Regions from separate parts of the Zea mays genome. Here region 1 is linked to region 2. A link is a contact called in public Hi-C data. All regions are on one chromosome and are shown on one strand. The core of a region is the stretch at or near the end of the contact, and the rest is flanking DNA. Distances in the headings are between cores, read along the strand shown.

The links. Hi-C and Micro-C count contacts between places; a contact is called where the count stands out from the background.
Region 1: a Hi-C map of ear shows a contact between it and region 2, with 2.7 times the contacts expected there. The contact joins the enhancer-like site here to the promoter of LOC103640507 in region 2. A contact is called at or near these places in 2 of 25 Hi-C or Micro-C datasets (bundle sheath and ear).

What each region holds. Positions count from the first base shown.
Region 1 is chr1:168,509,078-168,511,777 of Zm-B73-REFERENCE-NAM-5.0, reverse strand. No RefSeq gene overlaps it. Among protein-coding and RNA genes, the nearest start is that of LOC100282568, 5.2 kb to the left of the region's middle. Within about 2 kb of position 1,422, at least 5 of the 20 cell types and tissues checked have an H3K27ac peak or open chromatin away from gene starts, as enhancers often do. A contact at or near this core is called in ear, where this site is marked.
Region 2 is chr1:167,985,846-167,988,546 of Zm-B73-REFERENCE-NAM-5.0, reverse strand. LOC103640507 (putative disease resistance protein At5g47280) reads right to left here and starts at 1,301. Exons shown (of 4, transcript XM_008663275.4): 1 at 256-1,301. The coding sequence starts at 1,069.

The DNA of each region.
Region 1 (2,700 bases), core at 173-2,672, 520 kb before region 2:
CTAAATATTCTATTTAGTTTTAGCGTATCTAATCTCTATCTAAATATGTTTAAAATTTTAAAGTGTAGAATTTTTTTGTGGTTTAAAAACCTTATCAAGTATTTATCGCTCATAAAAATCTAAAGGTATGGAGGTAATTTAAATAGCCTTGAGAGTTTAGGTGGTAAAATGTATGTTTTTAAAGTCTAAGGAGAAAAATCAAAATATAATAATAATTTAGTAAGATATAATATATTTTTTCTACAAATTAAGTATCATGGAAAAAATCTGTTATATATCCCTGTACTATTGCCATAAAACTCTAAAACCAGACATCTTACCCTTTGAATTCTAAAAACCACTAAATGTTATCCTCACTAGTTTCTGAGTTGTTTTGAAGATGGTTTTCTTCCTTTTTAGAAAAATCTCTCTCTACTATATTAAATCCACGGTTTCCACCGTTAGACTATCTTCAGTAGGCAACATATCTCATTACTTATCTCACTCACTATTTTAAACTCATTTCTACAAACAATACATCTACAATGCAAAAAGCAATATTATACATGTTTGCATACACGACGTTGCTGGAGTTGCCTTATCATGCTACCCCATATTTAAATAGTAAGATAAAAAATATGCACAAATAGACATTTGAACCATGGCTGATGCTCTAAACTTATTCATACCCAACTAGCCAAAAGTGCACACATATTTTTATGTTTTATATTGTATATTTAAATATAAATAAAAACCATAGCAACGTACGAGCACTCTGCTAGTGGTAAATACTTGATGACATTTTCAAACCACAAAAAATGAGTCTACATCTTTATAAAAAATGAGAAAATTTGGGTCCAAATAAAATATCTAGAGCTTATGAATATACCGATCTCTAGGTACTTTTAAACAACAATTTAGCTCTGAAAATAGGAAAAAAAAATCTAAAAAAGAACATTTCTAGAACATTCTAATAGTTCTAAAGTTAAAACCACCTTAAAAACACAGCAAGCTAGGGTCAAAAAGAGATCTGTATGGCTTTAGAAGTTTAGAGAGGTAAAATAGGTCATGTTTGTTTTAGCTTTTTTGCTGATTTTGACTATCAGAAGTTGCTGTGAACTGTCAAACGTCCAGTCTTTTTGCTAGCTTTTATGAAAATCACTCAAGCGAAAACCATCCAAAATCAACGTGAACACATAATTGGTCGATTCGTTGTGACAGTAGGAATATGTCACTTTGTAGATCTTAAACCATATAGACCCATTTTATCTTTCTCTATACGTAATATGCACAATACTCAAATTCTGTCGGCAGCGAGATTCCCTCGCAACCAGATTAGCTCACGAGAAAAAAAAAAAGCTTAGGCCACAGTTCGAGGAGGAACCGACTAGAGTGTAGTCTTTTTTTATATATCATATCATCGTGGGCTTAGTTTGGCTCTTATTGGGGCATCGTAGCTCCAGATGGGCAGCCCAATAACGTTTCGCGGACGCCATGGCAGCCACCGCCCCAGCCTGCGGCGGCGAGGAAGATGCTCCGGCGGATATGATGGAACGCCTCTTCCGATCTCCGCCGCCGTCGTCCCGGTGGCCGGGGGCGTCGGCATGTGCCTGGTCCAAGAACTTAACTTGCTCTGTGATTCTGTGAACTTGATAGGTAAGATAAACATCTGTTGTAATCACAGTGGTTTTTATTATAATGGGTTCTATCCAAGTTTGCATCAGTCTATCCAAGCTTATTGTCTTACGCTGTTTACATACTGAAGTTTAAATATGGATGGATAAGTTGATGAAGGTAGCCTACTGCTCGTTGCTGTGAAAGCTGCCATTTTCAGATTCTCCAAGCAGCTACACTACAGATATGTATGGACGGGCAATTTTCTACCGAAGTTTTGGACAGAGAAAGTGGACACCGCATCTGCCAGCCATAGCTTCCTAAGCGCCTGTTTGAATCTCGGACTGAAGTTTAGTACGTACAGTTTTTGGATGCTAATTACAAGGGCTAAAAAAAGGTAATGGCGCTGCAGATAAGTGGTCCCTTTTGCATGCATTTCGCCTTGTGCAACTAACTATCTCATCAACTTGCCTTTTTTTTCACTACATTATCATGGAATCTGTATTCCATCCCTACGAGTGCATCAGGTCATTTTGTACTATACATTTGGCTGTCTTTTGCCCTGCAACTTAGTGCATTGTCTCATCCAATGGCGTCAGTAGTTACCAGCAGATCCTCTCTTCACCTACATGTGAGGAGTAGCTGCAGAGGATCTTGTTGCGTTTACAGGCGGATTTGAGCATTTCTTGTGAGATGCATCGCATCCATGTGCGCTTCTCAGAGCTGCCGAGCCCATGCATATGCACTGGTCAAACATCGGGAACCTATATATATATCACACAAGCGATTAGGTTAAAGTGTGTGCAAAGGTTAGACGACCTTTTGGTTAGCTGCTTTAATCTGCTCGGGTTGGCATACTAAAGTCTGGCCAACGTGCAAGGGGGCTTATCCAGCTTTTTTTCCATCAATGATGGCAACCCAAACGCATACAAAGCTAACCTGACCCTGAGGATAGGGATGACAACAGCGAATTTTCCGTCCGGAAATAGCTCTTCATCCTTGTCTCTGTGACGAAAAAAAAGTTCTCTATAGAAATCCTATGAACGTCTGCGATAGATATTTCTTCATCATCTCCGTACCCCGCGGAGATAAATCTCCGACGGAGAT
Region 2 (2,701 bases), core at 52-2,551:
GACCGAACATGTGGTTTGGGGAAAAACGAAAGCATCAACCTCGCCTTTACCTAATTGCACGACACGCACGCAAACCAACCACCTACGATGCTATGCCGCCAATTTGGAGAATTTAGCACCCACTATTCATGGGGAAGATGCAATTTTTGCAGGGAAGGACAGGACGATTCCTGTGAAAGACGCGACCTTTGCACAGGATTTGGAAAGAACTGAAGGAAAAGAAGGTTTGGATCTGGTGGTCGATGTTCTGCTTACCTCGGACCTTGTGATCCCTGAAGACCTCCATGGCGAGCGTGGTCTTGCCGCTGCCGCCCATGCCGGAGATCCCGACCACCTCCCAGCTGCCGCCGCCGCTCATAACCATCTCCTTCACCTTTTCCTTGGCCACCTTGACGCCGCCGCCAACCATCCCCTCCGCGTCTTCGTGTCCGTCGGCGATGTCCATGGCCATCACCCCGGCTTTGGCGGGCGCCGCCTTCGCCGGCACCGGCTCCGACATAGCCATGCCCTTGTGCTGCGGCACCTCCTTCGTCATAGCGACGAAGGCGGGCTTAGCGAGCGGCGCCTCCATCGGCATGGGCACGCCCTTGTGCGGCGGCGGCGCGACGGGGACGGAGAGGGCGGGGGGCGGCGGCTGCGCGGTGGCGGCGGCGATCTCCTCGACGCGGCGCTCGAGGCGACCGATGCGCGCGTCGGCCTCGTCGCGGAGCCTGCGCACGCCGCCGATGACGTGCGCGGGGGCGTGGCGCTCCAGCCAGCGCGCGATGCCGCGGTCGGCCGCCTCCATCCGGCGCGACAGCTGCGCGGCGCGGTAGACGTTCCAGCGCGGGGACGCGGCGGCGCGGCGCGCCAGGTCGAGCGCCTCCCTGACCCGCGCCGCGAGCTCGCCGAGCTCCCCCGCGGAGCGCTGGGTGCTGTGCGGGCCGAGGCCCTGGACGAGCGGCAGCAGCGGCTCGACGCTCCGGCGCAGGCGCTCGGCGGTGGAGCGGCAGAACAGGGTGCCCTGCACCGCGTGCAGCACCTCCCGCAGGGCCTCGCCGGCCAGCTGGTCGAGCAGCATCCGGTCCATGGTCGCCGCCGCTAGCAGGTGAGACCGAGCTCCTCGTCGATCGCCTTCCTCTACCTCTATTCTCTGTCGCCGCCCTCGGCTCCTGCTCCTGCTCCTGCTCCTTCTCCTGCTTGCGTGTGCTTGGTGGAGGGAGTTGTTCAGCTGGGTCTGGGTGAGTGAGGGGTCGCCATCGGCGTGGTGGAGGAGGCGGCCGCCGCGTGTGGTTTCGCGCGGCGGGGAGTGGAAAGGAGGAGATTAGTTATAGGGAGGCGGGAGAGTGCGAGACGGCGGTTTGGGGGTCAACCTCCGCGGTGAAGGGTCGCCGCCCACTGGAGTTCAGATCTGAGGAGCTCTCCGTCACTGACACCGCTGGCGCCCACGTGGGGCCATCCCGCCGTGTCGACACCGCTAGTGGTCACCAGAATGAAACCTCAGCTCCCTCACTTAACCAGTAGACCTGAGCTACCTTGGTTTACTTTGGAAAAAGAATGAAAAAAGGGGCACTAGTAGTGCCTTCATGTTTTTATATCATCATAAAATGTGATTGAATTATACATGTCAAACGCCCTTTATTAAACTGCATAGTACACTTAGGTTAGCATCCATCTCACATGCATACTGAGTCGTTGGCAAAATCCAGCATGGAGTCCACTGTCCACATGCATCTTCCCCTCCCTCATTCTCTCCCTTAACCTCTCAACCTCAACCACAGGAGAAATGAAAACCCATGTGATCAAAGATTTCAACGCCTTGAGAGTCTTGGAGATGTATCTTAGAGAGTCCTTGTCTGGTTAATGATTCGTGGAGAGTACATTTGACACTTGACAGCCAAATAGTCTTTGTAGGGTTGGGAATCCATGTAGCAGATGGTACAAGGTGACATTAGCTTTGCAAGATTAGATTGGTAGTTGCCACCTTGTTAGCCACCCAACATGGCCTTTTATTCGCATGATCGCTCACTATTAGGTTGACCATCCATTATGAAAATCGCTAGCGATGACACCGGGTATCAAATCACCGTAGTTATTTGTATATTCCATGTTTAAAAGAGCAAAACATTCAAGTTTTTGTCTAAACTTATGTATATGTATGTAAAAAAATACATATATCTATATTACCAAATAAACATTATTAGATTATCCTGGAACATATTTTTGCAGTACACTATTTCGGAGAAAAATATGGACAAATTTATTAGTCAACCTTAAGTTTATTTGACTTAGGACAAAATATTACCATGACAATGTCTTGTGGACAAAGGGAGTCGGTGTTATACAGATAATCTATAATTTAGCCACTTACCTAAAAGGCCCTTATAGTTGATCAAAAGCTCATATAATCCTTTCATGAATGACAAAATACTCACGGCAATGATTAAACTCGAGAAAAAATTAAATAAATATTGAGTTGTTGAGAAGATGATGCCTGAAGCATTGGTAGTTGTTTAATTTATTGTTTTTTCCTTGCTGGCGGGTGCATGCTTGAGTACATCTCTGGTATGGACGATTTTTTATATGGGCGTCAGCCACAGCACTCGATCGTAGCTATTTGAGCAATTAAATGAGCACCGCCAAACTTTATTCATTTATTCATCACACTGCACGGACTATGATTATTTATGAGATATCCAGAACTCTAGCCCGGCACCTTGTT